Linked DNA regions of Mus musculus: regions 2 and 3 are each linked to region 1. The links are chromatin contacts, called in public Hi-C and HiChIP or PLAC-seq maps. All regions are on one chromosome and are shown on one strand. Each heading gives the region's core, a stretch centred on a gene start, on an enhancer-like site or on the middle of the called end of the contact. The rest is flanking DNA. Distances are from core to core; before and after follow the strand shown.

Evidence for each region. Hi-C and Micro-C count contacts between places; a contact is called where the count stands out from the background. HiChIP or PLAC-seq counts read pairs in DNA pulled down with a chosen protein or histone mark.
Region 2: a contact with region 1 is called in a Hi-C map of embryonic fibroblasts, with 3 times the contacts expected there. The contact joins the promoter of Gtf2a2 here to the promoter of Myo1e in region 1. A contact is called at or near these places in 10 of 39 promoter capture datasets (the 3T3-L1 cell line, 3T3-L1-derived adipocytes, embryonic stem cells and 5 more), 22 of 484 Hi-C or Micro-C datasets (3T3-L1-derived adipocytes, the AML12 cell line, the C2C12 cell line and 13 more), 11 of 115 datasets of contacts at active chromatin or transcription factors (embryonic stem cells, large pre-B cells, pancreatic cancer cells and 3 more) and 2 of 9 other capture datasets (adipose tissue and liver).
Region 3: a contact with region 1 is called in an HNF4G HiChIP or PLAC-seq map of pancreatic cancer cells. The contact joins the promoter of Gcnt3 here to the promoter of Myo1e in region 1. A contact is called at or near these places in 2 of 39 promoter capture datasets (embryonic stem cells and stem cell-derived epiblast-like cells), 7 of 484 Hi-C or Micro-C datasets (the AML12 cell line, cortical neurons, embryonic stem cells and 4 more), 6 of 115 datasets of contacts at active chromatin or transcription factors (embryonic stem cells, extraembryonic endoderm stem cells, pancreatic cancer cells and 1 more) and 2 of 9 other capture datasets (adipose tissue and liver).

Annotation. Positions count from the first base shown.
Region 1 is chr9:70,205,682-70,209,060 of GRCm38.p6, reverse strand. Myo1e (myosin IE) reads right to left here and starts at 1,711. Exons shown (of 28, transcript NM_181072.3): 1 at 1,358-1,711. The coding sequence starts at 1,360. The region is part of intron 1 of Gm26849 (a long non-coding RNA gene); the gene reads left to right.
Region 2 is chr9:70,011,068-70,014,446 of GRCm38.p6, reverse strand. Gtf2a2 (general transcription factor II A, 2) reads right to left here and starts at 1,899. Exons shown (of 5, transcript NM_001039519.2): 1 at 1,786-1,899. Bnip2 (BCL2/adenovirus E1B interacting protein 2) reads right to left here. Exons shown (of 11, transcript NM_016787.4): 11 at 2,788-3,379.
Region 3 is chr9:70,036,288-70,039,666 of GRCm38.p6, reverse strand. It overlaps Gcnt3 (glucosaminyl (N-acetyl) transferase 3, mucin type), which reads left to right and starts at 1,579. Exons shown (of 3, transcript NM_028087.2): 1 at 1,579-1,694; 2 at 2,693-3,034.

The sequences.
Region 1 (3,379 bases), core at 462-2,961:
GGACTGACTTCTGAAACCTCGAAACTGGCGGGGGAAGCTTATTTATAAATGAAGTATTCTCTCTCAGGGGCAAAGGTGACATAATTTTGAACTATGTGGAAAGTAAAAGCTTGGGGCCAGGATGCCCTTTAAAGGTTTCGTTTGTTTTTAAAATCATTCTTTTGAATAAACAGCGCGGGGGGGCAAGGACTGTTTGTGAACTGAATGTGGGTTCTACCCGGGCGTGCGCTGCGGATGCTTGGCGCTGGGGATCTGGGATACAGATTTCTCAAGCCAGCGCTATGCTAGGCATCTTTTTTAGTAAGCTTCACCCTCACCGCCAGTAAACAATGAGAAAGCCAGGAGGACAAGCTCCTCCACCACGAAGCAAGTGTGGAAACTTTGAAGCCTTCTAAAACCTTTTAAAAGTTTTTTTTTTAAGTTTTTAAAGTCCCCCCCCTTTCGGTCCGGGTGGCTGGCAATGTCTCTAAAATTCAATCTTTGTTTTTGTCCTTCAGTAGGAAAGCCACACCACGGCAAAGCCCAGGGGATGTGGCTAAGGTTATTTGGGATTGAGAGAGGAGGGTGGCTGGGCTGGGGACTTAGTCTCAAATGAGTTACAGAGAGGCTGTCCAACCCAGACACTCCCCCAAGTACCAAGTGGGAAAGAACAAAACCAGGAACGATCTCCGAGAGGGTGGCGGTCCTCTCGAGCTGGGGACCGGGTGGGGCCCTCCTCAGGAGGTGTTTACCCTACACAGGGACCCTACAGGCCTGGGCTCCCGGCCAGTTTGGCTGCCGCTGCGCGCTGTCGTCAGAGTCCCTGCAGCCCGGGCCACCGCCAGGTGCTCCGCAGTACCTGGCGCCCCTGCCTGCCTTTGTGCAGCGCTCGGCCCATCACCAGCGCAGGCGGGGCTGCCTAGGTCCTCCCCAATGCCAGGAGAACAACTGCGGGATCAGCCTGCCAGGGAGCTCACGCCAGTGCCTGCCCAGGGGAGAGGACCCGAGGGACACAGGCGTGCCCCTCACCTTCTCTAGAGGAGAAAAAAGTCTCCGGTCCCACGGCTGTGCCGGTGAAAACAGACGTGCCCACTCTCAAGCTTCAGACAGCTGGCAGCCACAACAACATTGGCACCAAAACTTTCGCGGCGCAGAAAGTCACTCCAGAGAGTTTTTCTTGTCCCTCCTCTCTCCCTCTTCCCGTTTAAGACCCGGTTTACAGCAAACAGCAGGAAATCAGCGCTCCAGAAGTGCACACTCCCGCGTCCACCTTCTCCACCCCCTGGCCTGGGCAGCTTGCCCAAGGTAGGTGCCCGCTCCGGGGCTTCCTGCCCCATCCCAGGGTCAGGCGTCCTGGGACGCGGCGCAGCCAACTCACCATGGTGACTCCCGCCGCGGTCGCGCCTCCGCCGGGTCCCGCTGCCTAGGCACTGAGGCTGGAACGCGGTCTCCTGGGCGAACTTCAAAAGTTGGTTCCCTTCGCCAAAAAACAAGCTCCCGACACCCAAGCACTCACAGGAGCCAATGGAAATCCAAGAGGGACTCCATCCAGGCGGGATCCGAAACGCTAGGTGAAGGCAAAACTTAGCAGACCCGGTGCACACTCAGACCTGGCGATCCCCAACTGTCTAGAGATGCACCCTGATGCGCTCTGCGGGATTGCTTGTCCAACTGCTTTGCCTGGACCCGCTTTCTCTTAACACTTAATCCGAACTCTTCTCTGGCTCAGGCTGGGCTCGGGCCGGGCAATCTGTCCATAAATGGAGAATTCAGCACAGGCCTGACCAATCAGAATTTGTTTTCGCAGCGTCACTCCTCAGGGAAGCCGAGGTAGCCAACAAGCGTGAACTACAAGAGTTTACAAAGGCCTCTGGATCCTGTAGTCCTGCGGCCTCGCTACCCCGCAGAGCGCGCCGCTGTCCTAGCCGTCCCCAGGGAGCCACCCCCAAACCGAAGGGATGAAAACACTTGGGGAGGTTAGGAAACCGCGCTCCTGTCGCTTCTCTTTACGGAGAAACTTAGCATCGACTTAGCTCCCACTCACAAGTCGCATGATTTTCCTAGATTCTTTTTTTTAAAGAAATATTTTTAACTGCTTAAAAGATCACAAAGTCGCAGCTCAAAGGAAATCCTTTTTCTTTTCTTCTCTCTCTCTTTCTCTCTTTCTCTCTTTTTTTTTTCTTTCTGGATTGTGAGGGAAGTCGAAAATACTTCCTCCACCCGTCTTTTGTACCTGAATTAATTTCCTTGGGAAGGGAGAGGAAGGGAGGGAGGGAGGGGGGGGAGAGAGAGAGAGAGAGAGAGAGAGGGAGAGAGAGAGAGAGAGAGAGAGAGAGAGAGAGAGAGAGAGAGAGAGAGAGGAGGAAGGAGAAGGAGAAGGAGAAGGAGAAGGAGAAGGAGAAGGAGAAGGAGAAGGAGAAGGAGAAGGAGAAGGAGAAGGAGAAGGAGAAGGAGAAGGAGAAGGAGAAGGAGAAGGAGAAGGAGAAGAAGAAGAAGAAGAAGAAGAAGAAGAAGAAGAAGAAGAAGAAGAAGAAGAAGAAGAAGAAGAAGAAGAAGAAGAAGAAGAAGAAGAAAAGAGAGAGACAGAGACCTTGGTCCTCGCGGTGTCCGGTTTCAGGAAGCCAGGTAGCCTAGGAGAGAGGGGAACGGGGATTCCTAAAACAGTATTAGGGAGTCTGACTCCTGGTGAAAGGGAAGACTGAGGAAGTAAACTCGCAGGGCCTCTGCGGGGCTGCGCTCCCAGGATCTGAGGAAGAAGAGTTCAGGAAGAAAAGAGCACAGAAAATCTTGAGATTCGGTCGTCCCCATTCACGTGAACCTAGGATCCTAGAGTTGCAACGGATAGTAAAAAATCAAATCATCTTGGCTAGGACGAGTTTTGCTCTTTGTTTTAATGTGGTGCATACCTTCAGAGGACTATGGCCAAACCAGGAAAAGGAGCGAATGCTGATACACCCTGCAACAGAGAAGGACCCAGGAAACCTAATTATGTGAAAGAGGTTGAGGTCAAAGTTCAGGAGGAACAATTCCGTGTGTTACAGTGGTGGGTAGGAAATGCTGCAGAGAGTAGTAGATCTTGGTTGGCTGCTCGGGACAGGTGTGGTGTGTAGAGGGACAGCTGATGGAACAAAGGGGCTTTGTCTTGTGGGGAGTGGTCCAAGGATGTCCCCTAGGTACTGATGTTGGTAGTAAAGCTGACTATACCCAAAACCGCTGAATTGTGCGTTTTAGAGTAAGAATCTTCTGAATTACATCAATTTTTTAAAGGAGGGAGAGGCACACACACGCCTCTGAGCATGTGCGCAGATGCAGTTCAGAGGACGACTTGTGGGAACTGGTTCTCCCTCCACCATGTTGGTTCCCGGGTTGAACTCGGGTGGTTAGGTTTGGCAAGTGCCAT
Region 2 (3,379 bases), core at 650-3,149, 190 kb after region 1:
AAACAATCATTATCAGATAAGACTTGGTGAGGCTGGAGAGGTGGCTCAACAGTTAAGAGCACTGGCAGCTCTTCCAGAGGACCCAGGTTTGATTCCAAGAACCCAAACGGCAGTTAGAAACCATCTGTAACTTCAGTTTCAGGGGATCTGACACCTCACACAGACATACATGCAGGCAAAACACAAATGCACATAAAATAAAAATAAATAAATATAACAACAACAACCACCAAACCCAAAACAATAAAACAAAACAAAAAAATCTTCCTGAATCCTAAGGAGCTCAGCTACAGGAAGGAGTATAACGAGATTTGGCAAAACTAGTGACCTGCCATCTTCAGATTACACTTGGTCAGCAACTGATCCAACAGAACATTCTGTGATCTGTTGTTTTCCGGTTCCAGCTCATGGAACTACTGTATTTCCTGTTTCCTTTGACAGTTCTTTCTCAGCTCTGACTTCCAGTTCCTGAATTACCTGCTTTCCCTGTTAGTTAGTCCATCTCAGCTTATGGTGTTAAATCCTATCTATGTGTTGATGACTTTGAAACTTGTAGCCTTCCCTCACTTCTCTCTTTGTACCCATATTCAGGATGTTCTACTCTACATCGAAACAATTATCAAATAGCTAAGACACTTCTCCTACAGCTAAGAGCAAATGCAGAGGACTCTTCTATGGGCCCTCAGAGTCATATAAACCATAAAGATGGTCCAATTCCTAGCAAATCTTGGAAGGGCAACTTTCAAAATGAATCCAGAAGCCAATCATTTCTCAACATCCCCATGATTATTTTATAATGCCAGGCCACTGACTCATGGTGTTCAAATTTTCTTTACTCTACACTTGTCCCTCACACTTTATAATTTGCAGCGGGGTTATCTTTTAAAAATATGGGCTAGAACATATTTTCCATCAGCTTCTATCAGGCCTGACGATCTGGCTACCCTCTATGTTTGGTTTGATCTATTTTCCACCTCCCTTTGCACTCTCAACTGCCCTGAGGATGACAGGCGTGGGACTGCCTTTGCGATGGCTGTTCTTTCTGCCTGTAATGTTCTTGCTCAGATATTAATTTGGCTAACACACAACTCCAATAGCTCCATTCAATTGCACCTAAACTGACCACCACATAGGAACTCCAACATCCATTATGAAACGTCTCCAAACCCTTCATCTCGCTAAAATTTTTTGATAGCACCGTCTGCCATCAAGTTACCTAACGGTCTTATGTTAACTTTCCGCATAAAATGTAAAGTCCACGAGGGCATGGATCTTTATTTTTGTTCACTTGATGTAACCTGCGGGCTGAGAACAGTACCGGATACTCGACGCGTGTCAAACAAAAACATTTAGCTCGTTCAAAGTAAACGCCAGTCAGTACGTGTGTATGGAGAAGGGGAGAAAAAGGTCAGAGAGACATAAACTTTAAAATAGGACAGGGGAGCCATGGCACGCTCCATTTGACATCTAAGCATTATTTGGAAAAGAGCTAACAGCGACTTCGACGTCTGCTGAAACGAGCTGGCTCGGCCATCTCCAATCTTTAAAGGTGGCGGCAACTGCAGAACTTCGGAATCCCCTCCTCACTGCAGAGCTGGAGCGCAGGCGCCGTGTGTGCCCGGCATCCGAGCGGGACGCCGGTCGCCTAAGCGCGGCCTGAGGAGAGCGGGAAGGCGGCTGCTCCCGCGCGGCTGCGTCTGTCTGGGGTCGCCTTCCGGCGGGCACAGCGCTCGGTACCGCCCGCCTCGCCGCGGCCTCCCCGCTCCCGGCCCCGCCGCCGCCTACCTGAGGGAAGGCGCTTCCGCCACGGCGGTAGCAGAGCCAGGTAGGGAGCCCGCTGCGACCACCTCCTCGGCCGCGGAAACCGCAGCCCTGTGCCAGTGACCCGGAAGTGCTCACGCGACCCGGAGGTGACGCCACAGGAGCCACTGCCGGCCCCCACCGCCGTTTCCGAGAAGGGGCGTGGTCTCTCCTGCTGGCGCTCGGGAAGCAAAAGGCAATGGGGCGACTGTCTGGCTTGTCAAAGTTTGTGGGACTGCAGTGTAGGGAAACCAGGGTTTGTGAGTCTTTCATCTTTTTCATTTGGAAGGTCTGCTGTATAAACTTCGTGACTGATACAAAAGCAAATACGTGGATATTCTGAGTTTCCAGAATTTCACATCCCTTTTCTTTTTAGCGGGGGTGCTTGGTTTTCTGCTTTCAAAACAGCAGCTATAGGTACTGCAGATGGCCAGTGAGCACATGAATTGTGACTTCGGATGCAAACACTCCAGGTCTGAGAGTGAAACATGTTCTCCTTTGTGCCATGCTGTAGGTTTTCCTTTTTAGCCTTTTAAAATCATATCCTTGCAACCCAAACTCATTAAATAATTTCCAAACTATGAAATACAGATCTGATTAAAGTTCAAATAGTGTTAAGATTGTAAACAGGCTGAACTTGTTATCAATTAAAAGAACCAGAGCAGGGTGTAGTGGCGCACACCTTTAAGTTAATCCCAGCACTCGGGAGGCAGAGGCAGGTGGATTTCTGAGTTCGAGGCCAGCCTGGTCTACAGGGTGAGTTCCCGGACAGCCAGGACTACACAGAGAAACCCTGTCTCGAAAAACCAAAAAAAAAAAAAAAAAAAAAAAAAAAAAAAAAAAAAAATAAATAAAATAAATAAATAAATAAATAAAAGAACCGGAAGCATCCACACTGCAGGATTGTAAAGGCCCGATGTTTGAAAGGCTTCACCGGAAAATTCAGTGTAAAAGTTAACGATTAAAGATGAAAACAAGGCACGAATGTATATTCCAACTAATTTATTCAAATGCATTAATGCTGCAGTAGCATGTGTAACAGATGAAGACACACCACTGTATTTGGAACCAGTCAAAGGAAGAGAAAAGGATATACTTTGCAGATCAATGGCTTCTCAGTGACAAAAACCAGAGGTGTATCCTGCAGAGAGAATCAGTCTCAATTCTCACTGAAATGACAATATTATCTAAGAACAGTGGAAAGGGCACAATAAGCGCATTCCGTCTAAATGACAGAATGTGAGCGTCCAATGAAAATCATTTGGAAGTATGAATCAAAGTGCAACAGTGTTTGATGAACTCCAAATTGTGTTCTATGTGAACAGAACCCCAAGGACTGTGCAAGCCAGCAGCCCTGAACATCAATATTTACTAGCTGGGTTCTCATGAGTAAACAATGAAGTAGCTGTTAGGACATTAACCTTTGGAAGTCTATATACAAAGGTACCATGGAGTAACTGACAGCTACCAAGTTCTCTTGTCAAACTAGATATGCAAATACACAATTTCAAATTCCAAGTTTCAATTGTTGTAGGAAATCTTAAGACAACTATCTGAAATAGCTTCTATCATTTTTTTA
Region 3 (3,379 bases), core at 330-2,829, 170 kb after region 1:
TGAGTCTGCAAGTGTCTCCATGGTAAGCTGACTATGGTACCTCCAGTTGTATACTCAGAAATGGCATAGCTGGGTCACATAGTTCCATTTTTATTTTTTTCTTTTGAGGAATCTGCATACTGATTTCCACAGCTGCTGGACTAATTTACATTCCCACTATATCAGTGCACAAGGGTTCACCAACCCTACCAACTTTTGCTGGGTTTTCTTTTTCTAGATGTGCTGACTGGAGTTAAGATCGAATCTCAGTGATTTGCATTCCACTGATGGCTAAGGATTGGGTACATTTTCTCATGTATTTACTAGATATTTGTGTTTCTTAACTGGAAAATTGTTAAGTTCTTTGCCCACATGTTGATTGGATTATTTATTGTTGAATTTTTTTAAGATTTGTTTTTATTATGTGTGTATGTGTGTGCTTGTATGTGTGTAAGCCATGTGAGTGTAGGTTACCGTGGAGGCCAGAAGAGGGCGCTGAGTCCTCTGGATCTGGAGTTTCAGGTAGCTGTGGGTGTTGGAAACCAAACAAAACTCTGGTCCTCTTCAAGGAGTAGAAAGTGGCTCTTAGCCACTGAGCCACTGTTCTAGCCCCTATGCAGAAGCCTTTTAAACCTGTCTGTCAATTCTTGGTCTCATTTCTAAAATCTTGAGGTATTGCCCCTTTGTTTTTCTCTGGACGTTTCAGTTCTTCCATGAAGGTTTCTTACCTGTTTTGAGTTGGTTTTTGTACCAGGGGATGGGAAATAATGATCTAGTCTCAGCTTCCCAGTACCACTGTGAATGAGGCTTTCTTCTACAATGCATATTTTTGGCCATTCTTTATTAAAAATCTGACGACAGTTTCCATGTAGATTTTTTTTTTTTTTTTTTTTTGCTTTGAGACAGGGTCCCTCTATGTAGCCCTGGCTGTACTGAAACTTGTTTTGTAGACCAAGCCGGCCCACTTGCCTGTGCCTCCTGTGTGCTGTGATTAAAGACGTGCCCATCACACTGTACTCAATGTAGATTTATTCTAAGTCTTCTGTTCCTTTGTACCACTGTCTGTTTTTAGGAGCATACTGTTTTTGTGACAATGTCTCTGTAGTATACTTTGAAGTCAGGTATTTTGATACTTCTAGTGCCTGTATTTTTATTCCTCACTTTGGGATTCTTTTGGTCTTTTGTGTTTCCATATAATATTTAGAGTTTCCCCTCCCTATTTCTCTTTAGAATTCCATTCAGATTTAGATGAAGACTCCAAAGAATTTGTAGGTCACTTTTCTAAATGGCAATTTTCTCAATATTCTGCACAACTCGTGAAGCCTTTCCATTTTTAAGTGTCTTTCTTTCTTTAGTGTTTGGTCTCAGACAGTCCGTATTTAAACGTCAGGCTGTCCATATGCGCTCGAGCTAGACTACAGGAGAATTTCTAGATAAAAGTTAACATTCTTCAGAAACTTGAGAAGCAGGTTCCAATCTGTCAAAAGGAGCTGTTTCCCTTACCTCTGGCAGAAGGAGCCTATGACGCCAATCACATAGACCCGAGGCTGCATACCAAAGTCCATGCTGGCCTCCAGGATCTCTCAGTTCCTATTTGTTAGACATTTCAGACTAGTACCCTAGCTCTTCTCACTTTCCCAGGTGCTCATCCTCTTTATAAGGGACAAAGTCTTTCCCTTGGCTCCTCCAGGCAATGCAACATAACAGCCCTGGCAGTAAGTCCAAACTCTTACTTTCTGCTCTGAACTCTTCCAGATGTATCTGGATATTTTCTCTCTTGTGGCCATGTCCTTTCTTTTCTCTCTGCTATGGACTCTAAATTCTCTCTCCCCACCCCCTTCTCATAAAAAAACCTTCCCCTTAACCATACCATGGAGCTTTCACATCCGCAGCTTCTTTACTGTACTCCTTTGCATACGTTGGTGCCGAAATGATAGCATATATATAGTGCTTCATACTTTCTTTCATTTGTCTTTTTGAGACAAGGTCTCACTATGTAGCCTTGGCTACCTGGAACTCACTATGTAGCCCATGCTGGCCTTGAGACTCATAGAAACCCGACAGCCTCTGTCTCCTGAGTTCTGGGATTAAAGGCTCCATCACCACTATGCCCAGCCAATTCTTCCTTTTCATCCTCCGGATTGTTAATGTCTTTGGCTAACTAAGCTTTAGTCTTAGTTGGATTTGTTCAGTTTTGAGGCTGTTATGATTGGTACTGGCTTCCTGACATTTTCACAGTAAGTTGTTGATTTTGTATTTTCCTCCTTGGAGAAGGGTGTTTACTAGATCTAAGTCTTCTAGTGGAGTTTCAGGTCTTGTATGTGTAGGGTCATATCTCTTGAAAACAAGGGAATTTGCCTCTTTTCTTCCTTTGTATCTTTTAATTTTTTTCCTCTTGACTCAGCAGTGATTGCTTTCAAGGATGAACTGGTTTGCGAGAGAGAGAGAGAGAGAGAGAGAGAGAGAGAGAGAGAGAATGAATCAATCCTTGGGTATTTATGTTATCTCTGCCTCCTGAGATGTCCCAGGAGCACAAAGAGTGACATTTTTACTCCCAAACAAAAGGCGACAGGCTATAACTGTGATAGCTGTGTATTGGGTGGGGGAGGAAAAGGCTTGCACGAACGCTGGGAGCTCCTAGTGAGTGGTGTAAGGGCAGGAGAGTCTAGGCAGAAACTGGGCTCTTGATTGAAATGCTTTACTGCTTTCTCAGATGTGGCCAGCATTGTTCCTGTCTCCTTCGCCTCCCAGAATGACTAGTGCTTGAGACTACAATCCTGAATGGTTTGCTTAAGTTCACTCCCTCCTCTGAGAACAGGAAGTCAAAAGGTGAGTGACAGAGCCACCTGCTGCTCTCTCCTTTGCATAGGTCTAACAGGAGCCTGGGTGAGCTCCTTGGATGGCTGGTGAACAGGAGCACCTTATCTATCTGGGAGGTACGAAGGCAAAGGTTGTACTGTTAATTTGCACCTCAACACAACCAACCTTAACCTTCACTCCACATCACTCACGGCGTTGGAGAAAGCTCTCCTAAGCAGCCAAGAAGGTACCAAAGGTGAGAGATTTCTTCATTTTCCTCCTTTTAAAATCTTATCCCTAAGAGTTACTACTGAAAAGGATATAATTTTATGTTCCCAAAGAGATGAGCCAGAAGAAAAGAACCTGTTGGAAGAATGTGTTATACTTTTAAGTTATTTTTTGGGGGTGGTGGTGGTGGTGGTGGAAGGAGTGGATTTTCTTCCCCTGTAAATCTGGTTTCTTTGGTGGTATTCAAGACCTTGTGTTGTATTTAAAAACTAGGTGTGGTTTGTGGGATAAGCACCAGGCTAATTCACAGGCGGAATGGAGAGAAGCCTCCAGTCTTCTAGCATGTGATATTTGAGAAGAGCTCAGCTTCTGT